2 separate regions of the Mus musculus genome follow, and region 2 is linked to region 1. Evidence: chromatin contacts called from public promoter capture Hi-C data. All regions are on one chromosome and are shown on one strand. Each heading gives the region's core, a stretch centred on a gene start, on an enhancer-like site or on the middle of the called end of the contact. The rest is flanking DNA. Distances are from core to core; before and after follow the strand shown. Region 1 overlaps Atf2 (activating transcription factor 2). Region 2 holds the start of Hoxd10 (homeobox D10).

The links. Promoter capture Hi-C pulls out the DNA fragments that hold promoters and counts their contacts.
Region 2: a contact with region 1 is called in a promoter capture Hi-C map of embryonic stem cells, with 2.7 times the contacts expected there. The contact joins the promoter of Hoxd10 here to the enhancer-like site in region 1. A contact is called at or near these places in 1 of 39 promoter capture datasets (embryonic stem cells), 3 of 115 datasets of contacts at active chromatin or transcription factors (embryonic forebrain, embryonic limb bud and neural tube) and 1 of 9 other capture datasets (liver).

Annotation. Positions count from the first base shown.
Region 1 is chr2:73,855,241-73,862,119 of GRCm38.p6, forward strand. All of the region lies in intron 5 of Atf2 (activating transcription factor 2), which reads right to left. Among named protein-coding and RNA genes, the nearest start is that of Gm10822, 34 kb to the right of the region's middle. Within about 2 kb of position 5,056, at least 41 of the 459 cell types and tissues checked have an H3K27ac peak or open chromatin away from gene starts, as enhancers often do. A contact at or near this core is called in embryonic stem cells, where this site is marked.
Region 2 is chr2:74,688,974-74,696,141 of GRCm38.p6, forward strand. Hoxd10 (homeobox D10) reads left to right here and starts at 2,918. Exons shown (of 2, transcript NM_013554.5): 1 at 2,918-3,751; 2 at 5,118-6,133. The coding sequence starts at 3,007. The coding sequence ends at 5,395.

The DNA of each region.
Region 1 (6,879 bases), core at 3,806-6,305:
AACTCACTCTGTAGACCAGGCTGGCCTCGAACTCAGAAATTCGCCTGCCTTTGCCTCACAAGTGCTGGGATTAAAGGCATGCGCCATCACTGCCCGGCCCAACTTCATATTTTAAAAAAGATTTTATTTTTATTTATGCTCATGTGTGTGTCTATGGATGCTTAGAAAATCAAGAATACTGGAGTCCACAAAGTTGTGAGTCACTCGACGTGTGTGCTGGGAACCAAACTCCAGTCTTCTGGTAGAGCACAATCCCTCTTAACTACTTGAGCCCTCTCTCTGGCCCTCCAGCTTCAAGTTAAAAGACCTCCCATCAGTGTCCATGGTACTCTGAAGGCTCCTTATTGAGCCTATTGACTATTATCTTCATGTCTACCCTCCCAAGTAAGCTGAACACCCATGACCTTCAAATCTGCTGTAAGCATTACATAAAGACTAATGGGGGAAAAAATGAACTCCTTAAATTAACAATTGATTCTTAAAATCTGTAAAAGGCAAAAGAAAATCATGCTTTACTTTATTTACAGACACCAATAGAAAGTAAACCACTATTTTATGAGAATAACAAGTACTTCTTCAGAGCCTGTTTGTATCTTCATAATGAGGAACTGTCAGTGCTTCTGCCCCTTGGTTTACTCCATCATTATCTACTCACCTGTGGACACTGAGGACAATCTAACTTTTCCCCACTCGGGCTATCTTCCTATTACTTTCTCCTTTCAAAAGTCTCCCCAAATCTGGTGAAATTAGCAGTGGTGTTTTGACAAGCACCCTTAGAAACAAAGCTCTCAAGTCAATGAACACATTGCAAAGCTTATTCACACTGTTGCTCTTTATCCTTATAGTAAAATTACATTCCATATTAAATGGATCTTCATGTAAGATTCATTTTAGGTTCTAGAAAACCTCCCAAAGTAACTTTTGTATAGAATGCAATCATTAAAGCATTTGATTATAAACGATCTTGCTATAAGTGGTACTCTTAAAAGACTCTGAGTTGTCAAAATTAAAAGGCAAAAACTCGGGAAATTTCACCAAAATGTTTATTCAATTAGTGCTCTCTTTTTGGATTAGTTTGGCCACAAATGCTAAGGAGCAATAAGAGCTGGAAGCATAGTCTAGTGGTAAAATGCTATGTAGAAGGCCTCAGGTTTGATGTTTGGCAGCAGCAACAATAAACAAAAACAAAAAACCCCTATCTGCTGTATAATGTGAAAATGAAAGTAAACTGTCTTCAGAGAAAAGGAGTGACTAGCTAAAAATATAAGGGTTATATATTTATAAACTCTCATGCAATATCCAAAGATCAAATTAACCATTAGTTACAAAGATAGCAACATTTTTTTTTAAATGTGAAGGACACAGGTCAATCTGACCTTGAGAAATTATCTGAGAAAATTTGAATTAACAAGAAACTTTGCCTTTTCTACTCTAATCCTCTAAGTTTCTACTGACTAGTTAAAATGAGAAAAATGTTATGATGTACGTATATATGTATACATATATATATGAATTGTTTCCTAGATAAACTAAAAAGGATTTGTTTAAAAAAATAAACTCTGCAGACTAATTATAATCATACTACTGGCAGTATTAACATATTTAATTAACACAATTTCTTCGAGACAAAGCCCAATTTGAATGCACAATGCAACAGGTATGCACAAAATTCAAGCATTTCTGTCAACAAAAACAAGAGCCTGAGCATTTATCTCAATCAACAATGTTGGAAGAAAATGAAGAAAAGTTTTTTGGACAGGATCTTATAAGGTAGAAAAGGGTAATGGGCAGACAGTAAACATGCAGAGTCCACAGTAAATTAATATAAATTATAGTAGGTAAGAAATCTGTTTCCAAGGTTTGGCCATATTTTTCAGATTTTGTTAATACTGGGGTGGGGTGGAGTGTTAACGCACGACAGAGTACCTACGTGGGAGGAGTAGAGGACTACTCTGTGGTGTTGGTTCCTGTATGTACAAAGGGGCTCTGGGGACTGAACTCAGGTTACCAGGCCTGTCTGACATGCTTGCTTTAAATGCTAAGTCAGTTCTTACAGAGCTTCCTACGAATCAGCCATCTATGATTTTACAGTTATTTCCAACATATATTATTACTACTACTATTTAATTTGAATGGGTTGAAATAAGTTTTCATGTAATCAGAGCTGTTTTCATGTAAACAGCTCCTTTTGCTACTTTTTGCTTAGCTGAAGAAGAACTCTATTCAATAGCAGAAACTATTAACTCACATACACTCCACTAAGACTTGGGCTAAGTAGATATTGTATTCCCTCTCCCCTCTGAATCAGCTTATGATATATGATAATTTACCACAAAGTAGAGTCAGTTAAAGTGACACACAAAGATATAGCCAACAAGAAAGAGTATGTAAATGAATCTTTTACTATGTATCTAATTTTGTATCTTTTATTCAATTCAATACCACTGTATTCCTCTAAAAACAATGAAGTTAATAGGAATCTCTACAATGTCTAAAAGTTACCTAGGCATTTACATGAGCACCATAGTAAGAATCTTCAAGTAAACTCTGTGCTAATTTTTATAGGCCATTCTTACGTGACACTATCAACAAAGGACATTTGAAAATGTGATAATCTACTGGAAAATTTAAATTAAGTAGAGCAAAATTTAGAGCATTCCATAGAGATGAAAAATATAATTTGCATTACATCACCGAATTGGTGTTTCTAAAATCAATGATCAATTATTGCAGAGTATTGTGATGCATATCTTTAATCCCAGCACTCAAGAGGGCAAAGGCAGATCTCTGTGAGTCTGAGGCCAGATCTACATAGTGAGTTCCAGGACAACCAGAGCTACATAGTGAGACCTATCTCAAACAACAACAACAACAACAACTAATAATAATAAGTACCTTCAACATCCTAAGAAATACTATTTAATATAAAGGGAGAATAGGTCACTGCTAATTTCAGCAAGATATAACTCATGAAGCTGACATTCACTGGGCTGTGTTGGGCAGTGATAGTATACAATATAAATATTAAGTACCTCACAAAATCATTGCCTGAAAAATGTAATACCCAAGACTGAAGTGTTTATAACAAAAATAGTTTATTATTAATGAGGACTAAACTATTAATTAAAGCAAAAACAGAGCGAGCTTCTATTTCATTTCTTTTTTTTTCTTTTAAGTGTGTATATCTGTGGAAGTTAAAAAACAACCTGCAGAGATCAGTTCTTTCCTTCTACTATGTGGGTTCTAGGGACTGAACTCAGGTCCTTAGCCTTACAGCAAGTTCCTTTTTATCCAGAATGCCATCTTTGTGGGCCAATATATAACTATACATTTTATTTGCCAATTCATTCATTCATTCATTCATTCACCCACTCATCTGGAATGAGAATAACTATATATACATTTTATTTATTTGTCTATTAATTACTTAATTTGGAACGAGAATTCAATCCAGTGACTCTTGCTTCATTTTAGCCCTTGTTTCTTAAAGACAACTTCTTATAGTAGTCTTGAATTTGTCATCTACATGTTTAGCCACCACAACCACTTAAAGATATATATTGAGCTGGTAATAGTTTAAGAAACTAATTAGAGATACACACAAATATTTGTGTAAAATGATACTCATCACGATGCTGTTTATTATAATACTAAAATTAATTTCAGAGATCATAATAGAAAAAGGAGCAAATGATAGGACAAGCTCTAGTAGAACACAACAACTTAAAACCATGCTTAGCCATGCATAGAGGCTCAAATGCATAACTTACTAACAAATACTATAAATTTAATGTTAGGAAATTCTCTTAAATAATTTCTTATGGTACACATACAAACATATATTCTAATTTTTAGCTACTGACTCTTTTTCTTCTACTTAAACAAACTTAAATACATTGCTTTTTATTTAAAACAAAAGAAGACAAAAAAACAAAACAAAACAAACTCACTCAGTTCCAGGATATCTTTTGGTTTCTAAGACTGCAGCATGTACATGTTGCACATAATCTCAAGCAAGCACATACATAATACACATAAAAATATATAAATTAATTCTTTTTTAAAAAGACTTTTTAAAAATCTCATGTGTTAGTACTGCAGGTATGATGGCACACACCTTTAATCCCAACACTTAGGAGGCAGAGGTAAGTGGATCTCTGTTGACTTTGAAGCCAGTCTAGTAGTCTATAGAGTGAGCCCAGGCAAGGTTGGTTATATATGTATGGAATTAAGATCATGTCTAAAACTGGGTGTGGGGTAGAGATAGCTTATAGTTTAAAAGTATTTAATGCTGGGGCTGAAGAGATGGCTCAGTTGTAAAGAACACTTGATATACTTGCAAAAAACCCAAGTTTGATTCTCATCATTCATGTGGCAGATTACAACCATCTATAACCACAGTTGCTTCTTCTGACCTCATTGAAGAAGGCATACAAGTGGTTCACAGACAATCCACTAATATACATAAAATTAAAAAAAAAATTAAAAGTGCTTAATGCTCTTGGGGAAGACTGAGTTTGGTTCCTAGCAGGTTGGATGGGTTAAACTGTCTCTCACTCCAGCTCCAGGGAACCCAATGCAGGTTTTTTTTTTGCTTCCAAGGACAATGTACTAACAACCCAACCCAATCTCCCCACCCCCGACACATATACATGTAACTAAAAGTAATACTTCTAATTTTTAAAAAGTGTATATTAAGAAGGGATCACACACAAAATAAGAGCAGCCATTCTATTTTAAGCAGAAAAAAAGTTAGGGCTTTTTTTGAGGCCGTTTCCAAGAATGACTTATTGAACAATATGGCAAAGCTGGTTACTTTCCAAAGACTGCTTCTAGAAGCAATGCGTTATCTGTAGTTATGGTTTAGAGTTCCAATATCCCTAAAAAAATCCAAAGGATTCTTCTCAGGGTGTTAGCATTGGAAATGGTGGAGCCTGAGTCATACGTGGGCCTGGAGAGGTCCCTCAGCCATTTGGGGTATGACCTTGAAGGGGACTGGGTGTGTCTGCATTCTTTGATGTGAGTAGTTAAGTTTTGCTCTAGCTTCCGCCTTCCCTTTCAATACTGTCTTGTTTTATACTTCCCTTGATATACAGGCTCTAAGAAACAGGGTTAACTGAGCATGGAGTAAAAGCTTCTAACATTATGAGTCACCAGGGAAAAGTCTTTGCTGCCAAGTCTGACAGCATATGCTAGAAGAGCCTGACTCCTATAAACTGTCCTCTGACCTCCAAATGTGCACCATGACATGCAGGTGCCCACCCACAGATAAGCACACGAAGTCAATTACTACCCATATCTCTTCTTTAACTTTGTACCAAATCCTAAAAAGTAAATTTGGTTTACCAGAGAGTAAATCTAGTCAGTGGGAATGAAAATCATACTCTAAATTTTAGTTTCAAAGAATTTAAGGTTTTACTTTTTACTCTTAACTTTTAAAAAATGTGTGTAAACTACAGCTCCAAATCAGATATAAAAGTCTATTTCTTGTGCGTCCATCTTTCATTTTGACCATTATTATCTTCTAGTTTTCTTGCTTCATATTGCTCTGTGAATAAACCAACATACATTCTACAGTTAAGATTTTTTCCAGGGGCTGGCAAGATGGCCCAGTGGTTAAGAGCACTGACTGTTCTTCTGAAGGTCCTTAGTTCAAACAACCACATGGTGGCTCACAACCACTGGTAATGAGATCTAACACCCGTGCACCTGAAGACAGCTACAATATACTTATGTATCATAATAAAAAATTCTTTGGCCCGGAGCAAGCAGGGACTGAGCAAGCACAGTCGACCAGAGCAAGCAGAGGTCCTAAAAATTCATTTCCCAACAACCACATGAAGGCTCACAACCATCTGTTCAGCTACAGTGTACCCATATACATAAAATAATCTTTAAAAAAAAAAGATTTTTTTCCCTATCTCTCTGAGCTCCTCATTAATCATTTTATACTTCAGCCACAATAGAAATATGTAGTTTCTTTTTTTTATTTGTCCAATTGTCAAATTTGATCCAACTGTCACACGACCAGAAACATTTCCTCACCAAGCTACTTTAAATGGCATCTGGGCAGGGGAAATAAAGGAACTTGCTATGAAATGAATTCCATTCTCAGAAAGCACATGCAGGTAGTTAGAAAAAGATACCAAGTCCTATGTCCTAACTTCCACACATGTACATGACACATGTACCTCCTACAATAATGATAAATAAGAAGTAAACAAGGGGCTAAAAAAAAACTCTCAGTGATTAATAACACTTGATGCTCTTCCAGAGAATCCAGGTTCTGCTACCAGCACCCTCATGGTGACTAACCATCTGTCACTCTTGTTCCTGGGGGATTTGACACCCTGTTCTTGCCTCACTACTCTGGAGGTTGTAAGGTCTAAAGTTGTGAGATCCTAAACACTTCACAATGGCTCCACCTCCTCAAGTATATTAACATATTACTTTAGAGGTTAAGTTTTCAATACATAAATTTCGGGGGGGGGGATCCAATCAAATCACAGCATTCCTGTTATATAATCAGCATTTTCTTTATAAATTTCCCAGTACCTAATCTAAAATATTAGTTAATAATCTTAGAAAGTAGATAAAAACAATTGAGAAATCTTATATTGTGTTATCAAAGAATCCAGAAAAATTTGTATATGCTATGAATCCACTTATATACAGTCTGAAGAGTACAAACAAGTAGTTAGTAGCCACTGAGTTATCATCTGAGTTATCATTTTTACAGTAATGGAAGGCAGATCAGTAGTGGACAAAGGCCAGAGAACTTACAAATGGGTACAAGGAAACTTTTGGAGTGATGAGTAATATTCACCCTCATGACTGTTGTAACAGTTCTATAAGTATATGTATATGATAAATTATAAC
Region 2 (7,168 bases), core at 1,668-4,167, 830 kb after region 1:
AACTCCAATCTAATACGAGGTGACTTTGAGCTTGAAGCCATGGAACACTGAAACAGAAAGACCCACACAGAGAAAAGGCAGAGCTTGCCTCTCCCACTTCACTGCAGACTTACCAGCTCTGTAAGGAATTGCTTGTTTTTAGACTGGGTGTTTTCTTCGTGTATAAATAAAGATTATGAAAGGGCATTTGATGGGCATAAAATTCCTGATTAGATTGAACAGCTCTGCATTGCTTGGGATTAGGAAAATTTGGCAGTGGAAACCTGGGCAGCTAGCTCTCCTGGCCGAGATGCAAAGCAACACAATGCCTAAGCGCCAAGCTGGCGTCAGGGGGACTGCCGAGAGCTGTGCTGCGGGCACATTGTTCAGCTCTGGGCATATTTAGCTGTAGCTCAGAATTTGATCGCCACAATGTAAAAAGGAAAATTTTGAGGTGCTAATCAGTGGTTGTTAGGTTTGATCAAGATCTTAGCAACTTAGGAACAAAAGTTCTTTTTCCCCCTATGCCTTACTTAACACCCTTCATCCCCTCCCCAGCTTAAAAATAGCCACCCCTGTAGAAAGGTAATGTTTAAATCTCCGGCTCCACCACCGGGGTGCAGCAGCCAGAGCAGTGAGAGGCTCCAGGCTTTAACCTGACAATGATGTTGTATTTGAACAGCTGCGTAAAGGTTTAAAAGGTCTGTCTCATTGCCACCGTGGAGTTTTTTAAAAGGGGTTATTGTTTGGGCGAGGGCACTGAGAGGAGACTAGCCAATCGGTCCCAAGGCCGAAAATAACCTCCAAGCCTGTTTTCATCAGGCCGGGAGAAATTCCTTTAGGGGAGGGAGGGGGACAAAGGACTTTGCTGGGGTGTGAGTGATTTTTTTTTTTTTTTGAAAAGAGCAACTAGGTCCCCCAGAACGCTGAGGGCTCCTTAAAGAGCATCGAACCCCACAGAAATGTTCTGTTGAGGGGAAAACAGATTTATCCACAAGTTCAGTCTCTGGGCCTGAAATCCAAGGCCAGCCCATTCCTGGGCGAATGTGGGAGAAGGGAACACAGATGTCTTTTCCGACTGGGAGCTGGTTCACGGTCACAGTTTCCGGGTCCGTTTTACTTTCTTGATTGCCGGGAACGGGACCCGGAAGGCCGAAGGACGGCTCCCACACACAGGCAGGGCCTCTGGTCCAGGGCAAGTCTTTGGAAATCAAGGTTAAAGCTCCCTGCTGCTGTCCTAAGGCCCCGGGCTTCCGCAAGGCGGCTCGCCGCCTGCAACCAAAGAAGAAGGGAGGAAGTTGTTCAAGTTTCTCATAAAATTCTGAGTTTCCACGGTGGTTGTGGCAGTGGTTGTTCTTTAATGAGCTGGACCACAACCCCAGACCATATCCTCTTTATAAAACTTTCCCTCACCAGAGGAAACGGAAGACTTAGACTCTCCCTCTTTATTCCCTTCTTGCCCAAACAAAACCTTGTCAAAGAATTTTAGGGATCGTCCAAAACTATAAAATTTAACTTCTGACAAAAGTATAGCTTTTAATATTTGACGATTTGTGTTAAAACAAAAATTGACCTTCTTGGTTAGTAGCGGAGGGGAAAAATCAATAGTATAATTTTCAATAATTCATAAAGCAAACGCCATTATGCTAAATCTTAACTATTAATCTTATCCTTTACAAAGTCTCGATTGATTTGTTAATAAAATATCTTCCCGTTTGTGGCAACAGCGGGTATAACTCTTTAAAAACCTTCAGAAGCAAGAAAATTACCAAGTAGCCCAAGAATGTAGATGAGAATTTTATTGATCGCCCTGATTCTTCTTAATATGTATTAATAAATTCCACAACCCCTTGTACCTTGCACTTGTCAGAAACCAATGCTTTTACAAAATCCATAAAAGGAAAACATATTTTTCTTTGCAGAAGATCTAAATGACAAGTTTGCTTTGCTCTCTCCTCTTTTTATTTTTATTTTTTCTTCTGGCCCGGTTTTCTAAAACTTGTGGAGTCCGGGGATCAGAGTTTTCCCTTTTCTTTTGAAAAAAAATTTCTTTTTCCCTTCCTTTCTCTCTGCCCTGTGTTATCAGGGGAAGGAAATCTGGCTTTAGCTGTTTCTGGGAGCCGGAGAGACGCTTTCGCGAATAGGGAACGGCTGGCGAAGGATTATCTCCAAGCTAGGAAGCTCCCAGCGGCCGGTCCTCAAAGGTCAGGGTGTGGTTACTCTCAGAGTCAAGGCTCCAGGAGCTCGTGGGTGCCGATTCCCCCCCCCCCTTAGTTCTAGCAGAAAGATCTAAGGAGGGGGTAGCTACGGGCTGGAACCATCATCCGAGCTTCGGGTTTGCCCAGCTGCGTGGTGGCCTCTCGACCCTCGGGGCCCTATTCGCCAGTGCTTCCCCGACACCTTGGTCCAATCTTTGCACTGAAGATTTTCACACAGCCCCCTTTGGAACCCTAGGGAGGGATGTTTCCGAACTAGAGAAATCGGACTCACCTTCCTGGCTGCCCAGTACTAAATTAACCAGCCCGCGCCCCTATCCCTTCCTGGGAACCGGCCCTCTTGGGCGCGTTCTGCCTGGGTATGTGCAGGGAGAGCGCTTCTGTGAGCAGGCGCCACAGCGCTCTGACTTTCCTCAGTACGCGTGTCCTCCCGGAGGCCCCTCGAATCAAGCCTTTCCTTCCGCTGGCGGGGCCCGGTGGCCGGGTGGGGGACTCGAGTGGGGCAGGCCGGCCGGCCAAACAAGCCCCGGGAGACAGGCTGGCCGGCAGCAGAGCTCTGGGCCGGTTGTCTCCAACGCGCACTATCACAGGCGCTTAGTAGATGTCGCTGTTGTCCGTGCTTACGCGGCCAGCCGGCCGGGCTGGGGAACACGTGACCTGCAAGGAGGCTGCGGCTCAAGGCCATTTTCAAATCTCATTGGCTTGGTTGTCATGTGGTCGGCAGAGGCATCCACAATTACACCGGGAATGTTTTCCTAGCGATGTCAGCCTACAAAGGACACAATCTCTCTTCTTCAAATTCCTCCCCAAAATGTCCTTTCCCAACAGCTCTCCTGCTGCTAATACTTTTTTAGTAGATTCCTTGATCAGTGCCTGCAGGAGTGACAGTTTTTATTCGAGCAGCGCCAGCATGTACATGCCACCACCTAGCGCAGACATGGGGACCTATGGAATGCAAACCTGTGGACTGCTCCCGTCTTTGGCCAAAAGAGAAGTGAACCACCAAAATATGGGTATGAATGTACATCCTTATATACCTCAAGTAGACAGTTGGACAGACCCGAACAGATCTTGTCGAATAGAGCAACCTGTTACACAGCAAGTCCCCACTTGCTCATTCACCGCCAACATTAAAGAAGAATCCAATTGCTGCATGTATTCTGATAAGCGCAACAAACTCATTTCTGCCGAGGTCCCTTCGTACCAGAGGCTGGTCCCCGAGTCTTGTCCTGTTGAGAACCCCGAGGTTCCTGTCCCTGGATATTTTAGACTGAGTCAGACCTACGCCACCGGGAAAACCCAAGAGTACAATAACAGCCCCGAAGGCAGCTCCACTGTCATGCTCCAGCTCAACCCTCGTGGCGCGGCCAAGCCGCAGCTCTCGGCTGCCCAGCTGCAGATGGAAAAGAAGATGAACGAAAGCGCGAGCGGCCAGGAGCCCACTAAAGTCTCCCAAGTGGAGAGCCCCGAGGCCAAAGGCGGCCTTCCAGAAGACAGGAGCTGCCTGGCTGAGGTTTCCGTGTCCAGTCCCGAAGTGCAGGAGAAGGAAAGCAAAGGTCGGTATGAACAGAGTTGCCACCCCAGCGGGGCGTGCAGTCCGGTAAAACCTCGAAAAGGGAGCGCTCGGGTGCCCAGAGCAGAGCCCGGGCAGCGGAGCCCAGAGCCCATACTCCGCAGGTGCTGCTCCACCCGGCTTTTAGAAGGGATATCCCTGCCTTGAAAGGGTCGGGGCTTCTCTCCCGCTGCTCCGGCCAGACCTGGCCCCAAGCTGATGGCGCCTGGGCAGAGGACAGGCTTGCCGGGTTTATCAGTCTTGAGCCAGATCCGAAATACAACAAAAGAGCTAAAAGGAGACCAGCCGTTTGTAAACAGGGCTCCAGTGCCCGCTTTTCTTTGGCTCAGATTTGCAGCCCTAGTTTTTGCCTTGAACCCAGGGATCATTTTAAGGTAGCCTAAGACACCGTGTTTGTGTTCAAGGGTTTGCACCCCGCATCCTGCGATCTAAGAGGGAAAGGAAATGGTTTGGCCTGTTGGTGCTTGGGTGGGGAAGCAGAGGTAACCTTGGCTTTGTCTGGCGAAAGTGCCGCAGGCTTTGCAATCTTCTACAAAGGGGGCAAAGGCGGAGGAGGGGGAGAACAGATCTGCATTGCCCACCTAGGGCTGGGGTAATGCAAAGAACCAGGGATATGGGTTTCTAAGAAGGAATCTTGAGCCCCCACGCCCATTTCTGCAGTCTGTCCCTCACTGTCTACCGGGTGAGCCACAGAGTTACATTTCTGGAGGAAGGCTTTTGTGTGAGAGCAAAGAAAAATTGAGGAAATTCTGGGGGGAAGGGGGGAACTGTAACAATGCCCAGTCAGGGTGGAGAAGGGATCCCTGCTTCCTCATTATCTCTTGAAACAGCCTGCATCCCTATAAACCTGGTTGTGGATCTCCTTGTCTGCCTAGGAGGGGTGGGTAAGAAGCGGCCGACTTGGGGCCCTGGAGCAGTAGTGAGATACTGGTAGATGAAGCAAGCTATGGTTCTTTCTGGTGGCCTGACGGCTTAGAATGTTTTTGGGGGGACGGAGGAATCCTGTAAAGTTTGCTATTATAGTCACATTTTGTGCAAGCCAGAAAAGTTGTGTAGGAGAGAGAGAGAGAGAGAGAGAGAGAGAGAGAGAGAGAGAGAGAGAGAGAGAGAGAATATGAGGAGGCAGCCTCTGGCACAGAATATCCTTTCATTCATCGTGTTAAGTATTTAGTTCTAAATTGGTACCAATTTACAATCCCCTTCATGCCCACCTTCGTAAGTGATGTTTAATACCAGCATTGTCCAAAGCAGCCCATCTGGCAGCAGGGTCATGGCCAAGGGTATATTTGAATGGACTGAGAGAAAAAAAAATTCTTGATTTTTTTTTCTTCTCCCTTTAATTTTGTTAGAGGAAATCAAGTCTGATACTCCAACCAGCAATTGGCTCACTGCAAAGAGTGGCAGAAAGAAGAGGTGCCCTTACACCAAGCACCAAACGCTGGAATTGGAAAAAGAGTTCTTGTTCAATATGTACCTCACCCGCGAGCGCCGCCTAGAGATCAGTAAGAGCGTTAACCTCACCGACAGGCAGGTCAAGATTTGGTTTCAAAACCGCCGAATGAAACTCAAGAAGATGAGCCGAGAGAATCGAATCCGAGAACTGACCGCCAACCTCACCTTTTCTTAGGTCTGAGGCCCATGTGAGGCCAGGATCCGAGAGGGGGCACCGAGTTCCAGGCCTGAGTGCTGGAGGACTGGCAAGGCGGAAACAAACCCTTCATTGCTCTTTGGTTTTTTTGTTTTGTTTTGTTCTGTTCTGTTCTGTTTTCCTGCTAGAATGTGACTTTGGGGTCATTCTGTTCGTGCTGCAAGTGATCTGTAATCCCTATGAGTATACATATATATATATATTAAAAAAACTTAGCACGTGTAATTTATTTTTTTTCATCGTAATGCAGGGTAACTATTACTGCGCATTTTCATTTGGGTCTTAACTTATTGGAACTGTAGAACATCCATCTAAACGTATCCATCGCATCCCACCCATCTATCCCGCCAGCAATGTGACTTTTCCATGTTTTTCCTAACATAAAAGTTCTCTGTGTGTGGTTAGCCCATGAACTCATGGCATTTTGAAAACATCCAGTATTTAAAAAAACAAACAACCTATATCTATATATATTTCAAAAGATTAAGAAAACCCACAAGCTTTGGGGGGAGGGGGACTTTAAAAAGCACATTACAATGTATCTTTTCACAAATGAACTTAGCAATTGTCCTTGGTGAAATGGAATATTGATGACTTATGCCTTGTAGCCTTTCCTTGTGGTGCATCTGTGGTTTGGTAGAAGTACAAGCGCAACCTGTGCTTTTCTGTGCATGTTCTGGTCGCATGTGTAATGCAATAAACTCTGGAAATGGGTTTGTTCCTTCTGCTTTCTGAAATGGAAATATACGTTTTGGTGGAGAGGAAAGCCTTTGGGGAGGGTTTCTTCTGACCAAACTGCTCTTCAGGGGGCAGTGGACTAGGGGACTGGGAGGGGCAGGAGAAAGGAGATGGGAGGAGAAAAACTGGAGAAGACCTAGGCTGTTAGAATATGGCAATGATGGGTTTGAGAAGGGTTCGTGATTCAGCCTGAGAGCTCAGTCTTCATAACTGGGAAGACCGTTCTCGCCTCTCCCACCCCCTAATCTTATTAATATAATTGTATTCTCAATGGGATGAGCTTCCCTCTACCCCTGAGCCTGGTAAGTAAGAACCCACTGCAGGCTTTTGCCTCCAGTCCCCCATTTGTGTGTTTTCTTCTCTTTGGTTTTGGTTATGTTATTTTTAATGCTTTCAGTGAGCTCTTGGTGACTTCTGGCTGGGGAAGCCATCTTCAGGGGCTAGGTTGAAACTAGTAATGCCCACCTGGAACCTGGCTGGCCTCCATTGCAGGAACAAGCAACAGCTTAGCAGGGCACTGGATCCAATTGTGCCCCCCCAAGTCCCTTTCTCTTTCCCACCCGCCCCAAGCTCAAGACAACCAGACCCAGTGAAGCCAAGGTTGGGTGAGTTTTCTCATTTTATTCTACCTTGGTTCCTTTCTGAAAAGGATTAATATTCTGCCATTGCCTTTGAGTGGCCCACAGTAACTATTTAAAGGAAAAAAATGAAACTATTCCCCCAGTCAAATCTCTCACTATTTAATTACAAAATGTTCATTTGCAGCCACTGTGTCTGAGCTGTCAGGTGACTGAAAGCAGTTGCAAGTGACCATGACTGCTCAACAAGTCTGTCCAATGGGCCTTTTACATACATGGGTTGGAAAATTCAAACCAACGTCTGTAGAATCCCTGTCATTGAGCCCACATTCATCTTGTGCTACCAGGAAAAAGGGAAGAGGTGACTGAACTCGTTGCCCCAAGTCTGGCCTGTGGTTTTTAACCCATCTTCAAAGAATTTCACAAAACAGGATCC